Linked DNA regions of Mus musculus: region 1 is linked to region 2. Evidence: chromatin contacts called from public Hi-C data. All regions are on one chromosome and are shown on one strand. Each heading gives the region's core, a stretch centred on a gene start, on an enhancer-like site or on the middle of the called end of the contact. The rest is flanking DNA. Distances are from core to core; before and after follow the strand shown. Region 1 holds the start of Rubie (RNA upstream of Bmp4 expressed in inner ear). Region 2 has its middle 44 kb from the start of Bmp4.

Evidence for each region. Hi-C and Micro-C count contacts between places; a contact is called where the count stands out from the background.
Region 1: a Hi-C map of nephron progenitors shows a contact between it and region 2, with 1.6 times the contacts expected there. The contact joins the promoter of Rubie here to the enhancer-like site in region 2. A contact is called at or near these places in 5 of 484 Hi-C or Micro-C datasets (the HL-1 cell line, embryonic stem cells, liver and 2 more), 1 of 115 datasets of contacts at active chromatin or transcription factors (a colorectal cancer cell line) and 1 of 9 other capture datasets (embryonic stem cells).

The regions. Positions count from the first base shown.
Region 1 is chr14:46,572,884-46,578,942 of GRCm38.p6, reverse strand. Rubie (RNA upstream of Bmp4 expressed in inner ear) reads left to right here and starts at 3,092. Exons shown (of 5, transcript NR_046459.1): 1 at 3,092-3,264.
Region 2 is chr14:46,431,134-46,438,132 of GRCm38.p6, reverse strand. No RefSeq gene overlaps it. Among named protein-coding and RNA genes, the nearest start is that of Bmp4, 44 kb to the right of the region's middle. RefSeq lists enhancers at 1,130-1,525, 1,116-1,582. Within about 2 kb of position 1,257, at least 63 of the 459 cell types and tissues checked have an H3K27ac peak or open chromatin away from gene starts, as enhancers often do. A contact at or near this core is called in nephron progenitors, where this site is marked.

The DNA.
Region 1 (6,059 bases), core at 1,843-4,342, 140 kb before region 2:
GCTGGCCTCGAACTCAGAGATCTGCTTGCCCCTGCCTCCCAGGTGCTGGGATTGAAGGCGTGCACCACCACTGCCTGGCTGTTGATAGATATTGAAAACTGCCTGAAGTTTCCCTCCCCCGCCCCACTTCATAGGTTGCACCCTGAAGTGCTGGGTATCCCAGTGTGTCTGTGAAGCCAAATGAGTGGTCTGGACAGTCACAGCTAAGCCTTGGGACAAACTGGCTCATTGTGATAAATGGAAGAGATCAAAGGGCTCTTCACTGTCTGTCAAGGAGTGTGGCTTTCTCTATCTTTACTACCAAAGCAATGGTCACAATCTCTCCTCCACTGACTCACCGCCTTCACCTTTTCTTGTGGCTGTGGCTGCTTTAGCATAGAGCCGCAGCTCTCCCAGTGCTGGGTATCTTAAGGGGTTGGGTGGGACTTCCTCCCTAGATTCCTCCCACCCCCCTGGAGAGGCCTCCGTTTCCCTCTCAATGATTAGAACAACCTGTGTTCTGGAATACAGTATTTAAATAGTGAGATCTGCATCGCTATCTTCTAGGATGGTGAGGGCTTAATTAACATTTGAAAATGCTTTGAGATCTTTGGATAAAAGTGAAGTGTTATTATCTTTGGAGTGATATAGGTCATGTGACACAGGAAGTGGCTTTGAAGGGAAGGGAACCCTTTCATCAGGCAAACTCCTTGAGGTGGTTTAAGCCTGTTTTGAGTGACTCAACATGCCCCTGTCATCTCTCCCCAGTCTGCGAATGAAAGGAATAACTCAGCCTATAGCTTAGCAACTGCCACCGTCCCTTATTAACTGAAAGTATTTAGTAAGCTTGTATTAAACACTGCAAGTTACGCAGAAGCCCCGGCGTTGAGTCAGGCCATGTCCCTGGAATCGCTGAGGACATTTTTGCCAATCCTGTTACTGCTAGTGTTCTGAAATGCTGTAAGGTATTGGCTTTTTTTTTTTTTTTTCTGGACTCCTTGCCTTTCAACCAAAGAACTTCTTTGGTGACAAGCTAACCTTACTTTCATTTTAAAAACTTAATGAAAGGAAAAAAAAATAGATATAAACCTCTACTGTCATCATCCAGAAGTATGTGTGGCAGACAAGGCACAATTGGTGTCAGAAACCCCTTCTGGGTCCTTATGTTCACTCCAAGCTGAGTATTTCGTCCTCCTTTTTCTCAGCAATCAGGACCTTAGCTTAAATTAAGTCTTCCAGATTCATGTTCCTGATGCTTCCCCGTGGTCTTTAGTGGACAGGATGCCAACGAGAACATTTTAAACTCATTTCCAGCTTTCTTAAAGGCAAAAGTGTGAAAGAATTTCACTTTGTTCCTTCTGTTAACTTCTGGGTCTTATGTACAGTCCAGAAATGTCTAAGATTTGCTAAGGAGTGGGTAAAGGAATATAAGAAAAGGCTATATGAGAAAAGTAAGTTTTATGAGGAATATGTCAAACCAAAAATGTTCAAGTGTACTTGGGAAATTACTTTATCTAGATGAGTGGAGTTTTGTTGTTATTTTGTTTTTGAGTTGCCTCAATTAGACATACATTCAAATATACATATATGTGTATATATATGTGTGTGTGTGTGTAAAATTTATACATACATATACACACATACATACAAATACATATATATGCAAATAAATTTATATATGCAAATTAAATGTGCTTTGGAATATAACATAGAAGGAAGAGGAAAACAAAAGAGGCTGTGGAAGGCTGTAAATGCCAGGTGAATGGGATGGGAAGACAGGGGAAGGACAGAGGGTGGGACAGACAGGCAGCTGGGGCAGGCTAGGAAGGGAATCAGGAGTCCCAAGACAACCCCAGGAAAGTCTCAGGGATGTTTTCTGTGTATGTGGGCAGAGAGGTCCTCCCTCAGGCACAGATACACAGTACAGTGGGCTCAAGCACCAAGCTGACCTAATTAAAAGCTCATTGCAGTATTGCGTCCCAGGACCTGAAGGCTCCAGTCACTTGATTTTAAGTCTCTTCCTTGTTTGTGACCACCAGCTATAGTCTCTCTCTGGATTAATTCATGCCCCGGTGGTTTGTTCTGAAATGCTTCTACTGTGGAAAGAGCTCTGGTGTTTGCATGGATGAAACAGGCAGGGCAGAGAGCGCACAAGCTGACCAGAAGCCAGGAACGAAACCTCTCTTAAACCTGAGGCCTTCCCAGACGGCAAAGATGGCTCTGCACTTTAATGCACATACTTCTCTTGCAGAGAACTGGAGTTCAGGTCCCTGCACCCACGTGGGTGGCTCACAACTGCCTGTCCACTCCAGGTTCAAGGCCCTGCCCCTCTCTCTACTGCACTAGGACTCAGACACATGCTTACAAAAAAATTTTTAAATCCTATTAAAACTCTACAATTGAGTTACAAAGAAACAGTATTTTTTTCTTTTCTTTTTCCTTTTTAAATCACAAGATGCAACCTTTTCTGATCCCTTATTTTCATACTGTTGAATTTTGAGATTCCTTTCTTATAGCAATTCTGAGGCACAGAACCTCTTTGCTTTGCTTTTTATAGAATTGTGGCCAACCTTGACAGAAGATCTGAATACTTGTTAAGTATAAAGTTGGTAAATGATACTATTGTTTGGGAGGTGGGGATGGGTGGATGGGGGTGGGGTGGGAGTTGAGAGTTTATCTAGCAAAAAAAAAGGGGGGGGGCGTGGGCAAAATTCCCTCTAACCAGGCTCAAATTAACTGAAATGGATCAAAGTAAACAGAGACATCTAAAAGCTTTTGTTAGTTGAAAGTGGCTATCTGTTGCAGGTCTTGCCTCATTAACTGCTGATTGAAGCTCTGCTTGGCCCTCTGGGATACCTAACACCCCATGCCTATCACCAGATGAACCTGGGTTAGGCGCTCTTGCCTTTCCCTGTGTTGCTTTGCGAGGCTCCTTGACCTCAACCTCCTTACTAATGTTTATCCTTCCCAGCATGCAAAGGGGGTGCAGATTTGTCCTGGAGAATGTCCCTGAGAATCTCTTTCCTAGCCAATGAGAAATGTGGGATGGAGGGGAACGGGCCTGGAGTCTCTGAAAGGTTCATAAAAGCAACAAACCCAGCTCTTAGTCTCTGCTCGAGATTATGCCTCTTCCTTGTGTCGACTTCGCTTTCCATCTGTGAACTGGGAAAGGTGACCAGTAGGCTGCATGCTCTAAAGATGCTAAAGATGTAGCACATGCCCAGCCCCCATGGTCCCAGCCTGTCACCAGGCCATTCTGCTGCTACCAGAAACTTGCTGTTTAGGGTAGGCAGGGAACATGGGTTTGCGGGTGGGCTGGGGAAGGGAGGGAGGAAGGGAGGGAGGGAGGAGGAGCAGAATTCTTTGAGTAGGACCAGATAGGTCTCTGTGTAGAGTAATATTACGCTCTTTCTCTCATAGACAGGCTGCATGCCTGCTTCTGAAGGCCCATCTGGCATGGCTTTGAGAATGGTAATAATTACAAGCTGATGATGGACATGGAAGAAAGCCCCGCTGAGCTAACTTATAAGGAAGTACAGGCCAGGACTGCAGGGAAATTACAGGCTGAAAACCTTTCTAGTTTAGGCCTTTTGGTGTTCTTAATCACAGACTTTAAATGTCGTAATAAACACGGTTGCGTTTTATTGACAACTCCCATGACAGGCAAATCTTTTTCATTTTATTTTATTTTTACCGTTTACTCTTTGGGATGCTGCGAGACAGTGTCTGCCTGGGTCGTGCGCATGCGTCTTTCCTTGGGTCGTGCGCATGCGTCTTTCCTTGGTGCTTCTGCTCCTAAGAAAAGAGGAAAACTGGTCTTATTGAAATGTTCAAACACTTTTCTTCCTTAAGCTGTTCTCTGCATTCTATGGTTGACACACATTTCCAAACTCTGTGCCTAACCTGTAGCCAGATAAGAGGATGGTCTGGTTCTTTGAACCAAGGAGACTGACTAGGACGGAAAGGCATAGAATAACCTATGACTTGTACCATCAGGCAGAGTTTATGGTAGAGAAAAAAACCTAAAGGTCCAGGTGAGCTCCAGCAAAGCTACATGAACGAGGTGCTGGACTCTAGAGAGGGCCTTTATTTCAGTGTGGGATCGAAATGGCATGACGCTTCCCAAAGTTCTGGATATTTTATAAATGGATGTGAAGCCTTTTGTCCATCTATTGGAGGCAATGAATTTAGAAAGCCTTCCTAGGAAAGGAAAAGTGGAAACCCGGGGAGACATTTCCTTCCTTGTCTTTGAAGTGTTGTTAACTTCGAAGTCTGTAGCTGAAGTGTTCTGGGAAAGCTATTCTTGAACACCATCAATTGCTATTATTAACAGAGCTTATTCTGAGTCATGTGTTATTAGTTCCCATGGAAAAGAATGTGATATACCTTACGGGAGATGTGGTGAGTCACCTCAACTGAGACTTTTACTCATGTCTTTGGTGTGTAGGTACCTATGCGTGCATGTGGGTGCACACATGCCACCGCACGTGTGTGGAGGGCAGGGCGCAGCTTTCGGGAGTCAGTTCTTTTCTCTTACCACGTGGCCCCTAGGACCTAGCTCTTGTCATTGGGCTTGGTGCAGTGTCTTTACTTGCTCAATCACCTTGCTGGCCCTGAGACTTTTCTTGATGTAGTTCACTCACACAAATGGATCTTTTGGATTTTAACGAAGAGCGTGTAGTCACTGTTTCGCATGAGAAACAACTTTTTAAACTAGTCTTCACGCCTTCCCTTCGGTACTATTTTACTATTTCACATTTTATCCTTTGTGCTCCATTTATAGCCAGGGCTTTCCCTAATGGGTTATTTAGCCCCATTCTTTCTGCATTTGATTTCAAACATGTAAAGTTCACGGGGCCTATGAAAGTAAAGCAACCAAATTCCTGCACAGCAGAAAGGTACCACCATAACTTCAAAATGGCCATGTGACAGCAAGTTCCCACCATAAGCTTAGTCTCTATTTTTATAAACAGGTCTTGCTCTCTCCGAAGCTCTGTATCAGTGAGAGACCGCTTCTTTATATCTGACAGTCTCCTTTTCTATACAGGCTAGAATGGCTCCTAACAAAAGACTCATGAATTGGGTGGAAACTATATATTAAATCCAAGACTATTTGTCTAGTTTTCATTAGGTTGCTGAGTGAAAAGCCTCAGTCCCTCTGTTTTCCCAAGGTACTCAGATATCTGTGCAGCCCCTCATCTCACGCTATCATCTCTCTCACAGAGCACAGGCCCGCTCTAAAGAATTCAACACTTAGCGCTCTTTACAGAACTGTCAGTAATGACGGCAACCAGGTTGCTGACATGTCTTACTGTTTACAAAGGATGAGCCCAGAGAGGCTGCTGGGAAGACTTGATAAGCCCGGCTCTGTCTGATGCTGGCCTCTAAACTAGCTGCCTTTGCTTGGCTGGCTCAAGAGGCAAGTATCAACAGTTGATCTAAACCCCAGGCCAGTACAGATAAAATGGGGCTGCTCAGAGTTGCCCTGGAAATGGTAAAAACAGAAAGAGACAAAGGAATGTCCCCCTGCCTTGCATGTAGATGCGTTTCCTCTGTTTCATGCATTTTACTTAACATTTGATGATAAAATTTCTGATGCTGGTGTTAAAGTCATGGCCGATTATCACGTCTGACAGTGTTTCCCAAGTTTGCACCCCTCTATTTCTTTAGAAATTCTAGTCTATGCTGTAGTTAAGATCAAAGTCTTTAGGAGGCTGTGACTTTGGAAGGCTGAGGTTATAGCTCACACAGGGCAGACATACAAAGGCATCCTTTGCCTCCTAAGAAGTCTTTCTTCTCCCTCCCTCCCTTCCTCCCTCCCTCCCTCCCTCCCTCCCTCCCTCCCTCCCTCCCTCCCTCCCTCCCTCCCTCCCTCCCTCCCTTCCTTCCTTCCTTCCTTCCTTCCTTCCTTCCTTCCTTCCTCAAAAAGCATTCCAAACACACAATTTTAAAATGAGAGAATCCAAATGTATTTATTGGAAACTGTGCAATGCACACACACACACACACACACACACACACACACACACACACACCTTTCTCTCCCACTCTGTAGTCAAATAAATGTTCTACCATTGAGC
Region 2 (6,999 bases), core at 8-2,507:
ACCAGTTGAACTCAGAAATTCAAGGCAACTTAACACATACATACACACACACACACACACACACACACACACACATATACACACACACACATGCCCCAGCTAGAGTATCTATTACACACAGGTTCTCTTGGCTGAATTCAGATTCCATGTTTGCTTACACACTTTGAGAACATGGGTGACAAGAAGCCCAGCAGGGAGGGACAATACACCCTGTGTTAGCAAACAGGCGATCTCATTGGCTTGCTTCCAGGGACCTAGCAATCTCCAGGTACATGCTGTGGGTAAAATGGTCCCCCAACCATCTCTCTCTCTCTCTCTCTCTCTCTCTCTCTCTCTCTCTCTCTCTCTCTCTCTCTCTCTCTCTCTCTCTCTCTCTCCTCTATGGGTCTCTCTCTCTCTCTCCACACACACACAGGCAGCCCTCTCCTGTTTCCTCTGTCCCTCTGTCTGCCCATATGCCTCTGTCTCTTTTTCATGTCCTTACTCCAAGACCTTCACCACTCCCCCCCCCCACCAGTAAACTTCTTACACCAGATCTGTTGTGTGGCATAATTTCTCAAGGGAGCACCTTAGCATTGGCCTGCTAAAGGTACTCTACCCCTCCCTCACATTTTATCTTTTCACCCTGTATGTGAAATCACCACTCTGTAAGACAGAACAGGCTGGACGCCATCTTTTTTGTAGAAGCTGAGGATAGTCAGGGTCTTACAGGACATCTAACACTTAAAAAAAAAAAAAAAAAAAAAGAGAGCCCCAAAGCTGAGATAAGCCATCACCATGGCTCACAAGGCTGTTAAACCGAAAAGGACCCTACTCCAGTTGTTCAAACACACCAAACCATTAACAGACACTTCTCAAAATCAAATGCAAGTTCACATTAAGCTTCCCCCTTAACGACACAATCACAAGGAGCCACATAAACACAGGGGAACCTTAGCACCCAGCCAGCGTGAATGCTGCCACCCACAGATTCAGACCTGCACTGACTTCTTTTTAAGATTTAGTGTGAAAGAGAGAACCAGCTTTCAGGTTGGCTCGTCCTTGGTGTGTGAACTCAGCAAGTGCTCCCCGGAGGGCAGCGCGCTGGTGCTGCTCTGTAGCCCTGGCCAGCAGACCCCTTCTGGGGATGAAAGTAGCATCCTGGAAAGGCTGCCAGGCTTGCAGAACTGAAAACTGAGAAGCTCTGCTTCCCAAAGTTCCCTACATAATCCTTACCGTGAAGAGCCCTCTTCTCCCAGCCCTCTCGCAGGACAGCAGTGAGTGTTAGCATTTTTGGGCTGCTTCGAATTCCTTCCTGCCTGCTTTTGAGCACATACTACATTTTAAAACTTGTTGGTTTCTTTCATGTTTTATTTGACCCTATGTAATTGCATTCCTGAAGGAGTAACAGGCCCCCCTAGTGATTTACACCCTGTATTAAATGTCAGTTTTGAAGAGACACAGTTAACAGTTTGGTTTAACCTCCTGCCTTCCCTCTCTCTGTTACTCAGGGCTGAAATTTGTGTTCAAGCTCTGAGGAGTCTAAGGGCAGGAGGAAAAGATCAAAACCAGTTAGCGCAGGGGCAAGGCTGAAAGGAGACTCAGAGTTCCCCCGGGAAGCCACCCAGCCGGAACAGAAGGAGGCCCCCTTTCTTAAGTCATGCTTGCTGTCTATTTAGCCCTTTAGAGAAGATGTGAATCAGAACCACATCTGAGCCTGGAGTGAGTCTCAGCTGATAACTCAGCCTTGGGGAAAGCTAAAACAAGAGGAGAACTGTGAGTTCAAGGCCAGTTTGGGAAGCAAAGTGGAACCTTATCTTTAATGACAAGGAAACAACGAGCACACACACACACACACACACACACACACACACACACACACAAACACACACTGCCCCAACCAAGACAAGCTGGAGTTCTGTTTCTATCCCACCCCCTCACGTCTGCTACACACACACACACACACACACACACACACACACACACACACACACACACACACATTTCAGTTCCTGAGACAGCAACAACTGCCATAAACCATGAGTCTATTTGAACTTCTGGGGACCCAGTAAATAATGAACCGCTTTGATGCAGTCCAGGGAGAAAATACAGTCTTAGTATTTTGCATCATTGAATTTTATTTTATTTTATTTTATTTAACATTTTATTTTATTTAACAACTGCTGTTATGGTTAAAATATTTCACTTGCCTTGGAAGATTGACTTAAAATATATACAGTAGCTACTTAACCACATAGGTGAGTTGATCTCTCAGGAGCATCTAAATAACTCGGGATGTAAGAGCATATTTCCTGTGATCCTCTGAGTGTGTACAGGCATGTTTGTGTTGAAAAAACTAGAAAGATCCTGTGTGAGAACCTGACAGGCAACCGAAGTAGCCATTATTATTACTCAGAAATCCACATTAAAACTGTGAGACCAGAGACATTAGAACGTTGCCTTTGTGAAGCACAAACAGTTGGTTTGTCACTTGGCTCAACTCTTCCCAGTCTGCCAGCTTTCCCTGATGACCAGAGCGCGAGGCTTGATTTAAAATGACTGCAACTTTATACCAAGGAAAGAAGGAATTGGGAAATCAGGAAAATTATTCAGTTCTCTGCCAGGGCAAAGGTGTGACCTAGTTTGATCATATCAGCTCCTGAGATCTTTAATCCCCAGCTCACACTCCCAGGCCACTTAGAAGCCATTAGCTAAAGCTATTTAGCCTGGAAATGTGTATCTGCAAGGAGAAACGTTCACAGGAACTCAGGAGATGAAGAAGGTTGGTCCTTTGTGCATTTATGGATCTTGGTCTCTCTTCCTAAATCATGTAAGGTGATTTATAAAATCTGTACAAGAGCTGGGCAGTGGTGGCTCAATCCCAGCTTTTGGGAGGTCCATTCTAGTCTACAGAATGAGGTCCAGGACAGCCAGGGCTACACAGAGAAACCTGTCTTAATAATAATAATAATAATAATAATAATAATAATAATAATAATAACAACAAATACAAGAAAGCAGCAGCTGAGGGCAAAGGGAAAAAATGAAGACAAGAGAAGCAAGACTCTTATCAGAGAGCAATATCCCTGAGGGACCTGCAAAATGAAAGGCTCATCTGTCACCACTCCTGCAGCCATCAGTAGCTGATGTAAGATGGATACACAGATTCTTGCAGGCTGCTACTATGGGAAGCCATTGTAATACTAACTCCTGCAAGTAGATCCTGTCTACCAGAAAACTGTAAAAGGAAAAAACTTAAAATTCGCCTTCCATTCACAGTAAATACCCTCTTATTCCACATAGTGTATTATCGTTCTTGTTATCATTGCAATTTCCACCGTTATTTTATTGTCAGAAGTCTCATGACAGTGTTGTGGCACTAGAACAGTCAACTGTCTGTGGGTAAAATGCCTCACAATTAAGAAGGCCCAGAGCAGGGGTTTTTGGTGATTTTTTTAAAAATCTGAATCTTTCTCCCTTTTTTTTTCTTTCTTTCTTCCTCTCTTTTTCACACTCACATTTTTTATCAGAGAAAACAACTAGTTCTAACCATATTGAAAGGGCATGCTCAGAGGGGCGTGGTGGCACACACCTTTAATCCCAGAATTCCTGAGGCAGAGCAGGCAGAGAGCCCTGTGAGTTCATGGTCAGAGAGGTCTACATAGTAAGTTCCAGGACAGCCAGGGCTATGTTGAGAGACCCTGTCTAAAAAAAAGAAAAAAGAAGAGAGAGAGAGAAAGAGAGAGAGAGAGAGAGAGAGAGAGAGAGAGAGAGAGAGAGAGAGAGAGAGAGAGAGAATCCACTATGTGAAAGTTCAAGAGAATTTGTATCCACTGCCAATAATTCCCTGGCAAGACTTTGAAACTCTCTGATCTCAAAAACAACATTGTAATTAGCATCATGCAGAACTAATTGCCAGATTTCAATATGCACTCTCCAAGTGGCTGAGAGGTGAATTGCAGAGGTGTTAAATCTGGGCTCAGATCCTGTCTCTCATTTACCTGTCACCAGGAAGGATGCCTGAGACTCTTGTAACTTCCATTGTCTTACAGTAAAAAAAAAAAAAAAAAAAAAAAAAAGGCTACAGTAGTTCTCATAAAACTGTAGGAGTAAAATAAGATACTGTATGCTAAGAGATTAACATGTGTAAGGGAGTGGGGTGTTAAAATGAGGTATTGCATGCTAAGAGATTAATGTGCGAATATGTATGGGGTGGGGTGGCAAGTACTGGAAAAGTGTTGGTAATTATATTTATAAACATCATTTCCCCAGCTAAAACATGTTTTTGCACTTTTTGGTGGTTTGTTCTAATGGTTTTGTGATATTGTTGGGCTAATCAATACCAGTGTTTCCATATCTTGGCTGACAGGGAAATAAAGCCACATTTTAACTACAGGGGGCCAAGTTGGTGTTTGATACTTGCTACTTAGATCAAACCTATTACTTTGTAAGATGTGGACTTGCTTCTCTCCACTAAGAAGGTCCCTGTCATTTTAGGATGAATTTCTTTTAAGTGTCTCCACAGGTCAGGCTAGCAGCAAGCCTAAACTAGTAATCGTTACCTCCTTGTTTCAATTTGCAGATGAGTGTGGAACCTTACCGTTTGCCACTGATCTATTCCCTGCCTCTGCCCACTCCATTTCCTGCCTTTTATCCTTTCACTATTACCTAGGTATCTTCACTAGTTAATGTTCTTAATTAGCATTTTTATTTTGTGTACTTCTAGTCTTATAAGTACATAGTTATCTAAATATTTAATCATCAATAATTATTTGACATTATTTTGTTAGTATTATTTACAAGGTCTATTATGTCCAATACTTATCTTTGTTATATAATCACACAAATAAGAGTATCTTATTTAACATAAAAATCCATCCTATAAAAAAATTATGTTTCTTGAAGTTAATGCAGAGAAATAAAGGAAAGAACATTTTACAATATTTCCCACAAGTGGGGACTTTTTGTTACCTATTTTTCATTTATTATAAATTAAATTATAAGTTATACATTTTTACAATTTATTAGTGCATGCTAATTATATATGTTGGTGGTACTCTAACATTTCTCCCCACAGAGGTAGTTCTGGTCAGGCCTGCCTCCACCAACATCAACTGTCACTGTTCTGCAAGTTGAACTTACAGTCTCTGCTTGCAACAGAAGATGCAGTCCCTGTCTCTCAGTGTCTGGTATATTTCACATAAAATAATAGCTTTTCACTCTGTGTGTCCCAGGTTTACTTTATCCATTCATCCATTGATGGGCAACATGGTTGATGGTTATAGGTCCTAACTGGAAATAATAATGGCTAACCTTTTTCATCCTTTTGATATCCAAGTATACATAGAGATTTTTGCATAAAAATACTACACTCCACTTTCCTCCTTCTCTATGTCTTAAGCATCTCTCTGTGTCACTAAATGCTCGTCTGTGATATAATTTCAGTTTACAAATAGGCATGGCTGTACTGTCATTTTTGATAATGTCCTTTTAGATTGTTTGGTTGATGCTTTTATCGAAACTGCCTAATACAGGTGTAATGACTAATCTGATGCCTACTTCCCTGCTTCATACATGGATTTTACAGATTTTACATGGTGTTTACAGAATAGCCGTCATAGCAAGGGGTGCAGAGAAACCTCCACCCAGCCTTCATCTATGTGCTCAGCACACACATGCAAACACGCGCGCATGCACACATGCGCACACACACAGACACAGACACAGACACAGACACAGACACACACACACACACGAGTTGGGGGGCTGTCTAAACAATATTCTCTGGTGATTTCTTGTCTGCTCTTTTTCTTGGAAAAGAAATCCTGAACCACACAGTGGATTTACTTCCTGATCCACAGTGAGTTTTTACTCTTGGTTCAAACCATGGCCTGAGAGTCAGGGTTTCAGGAAGCAGGGCTGTGCTGTGTGGTCGAGCAGCATGGCCGTGTTAAATCCTGTGTGCACCGACATTGACTGCTTCTGTGGCACAGTTCCTACATCCACGAGGACTCTCAAGTGGAGCAGTGTGGACTTAAATGTCAGCTCTGCTGTGCATACGAGCTGGAGACCACAGGTTTCTTGACTTTTCTGACCCTGACTTTCCCACCTGTCTTCATTTGAATACAATAGCAGTACTGACCCCATAGGATTGCTAGAGAAATTAATTGAGTTGATTTAAAAACACTTAAAGGCATGGTGATGTAACCCTGTAATCACAGCACTTGGGAGGACTAGGTACAGGCAGGGAGTTCAAGACCAGCATGTGCTACATAATGAGTCTAGGCTACTCTAGGCTACAGAATGAGACTCATAACTTAAACAGCAATCACAAGGTATTAGTAATAATACATTTTAAAACCACTTAAAACAGTCCCTGCCATAAAGAAAATGTATTTTTGTTAAATGACTATAATGGAATTTGCTGGAAATCAAATGGCTGATCAAAGAGAATATAAAAACATTGAGACTTCAAATATATATGAGTAAATAACTACTCATCCTAGTTCCTCATCCCTTGCAAAAATTTGAGCCTCCATAGTTTTTCCTCTCAAGAGGAGAAGTGGCGTCCTTCGATTCTGGACACCATCCTTCTTTAGCTAGAGTGTGTGGGTTGGAGAAGCTTTGTCAAGTAATGAAGAAAGACACAGTCTGTTAGCTTGAGGAAAGAGATATGCAACAAGGCTCTGCTTGGCAGAATTTTCCCTCAGAATCGGGGAAGGAGAAAGGTACGGGTGCTCCATGCAGCGGGCAGGTGGTCCTAGCAGGGACGGGGCAGTGAGAAGGTGAGAAGAGTCCTGGACCAGGCCTTTCCCTGGCCATCTCTCTTACTCAGCCCCACCCTCATAATGTTGCCACCTGCTTCTGGGTCTAAAACCCTGCCTCAAATTAGCAATTTTCTCAATTCTCTAATTGAGTCTGTGCTGGGCATGTTTGCCATTGGATGAATGGTTTTGCAAAAACTAGGTGTTGCCTAAAATACACACACACACACAGAGAGAGAGAGACACTATTAGTTAC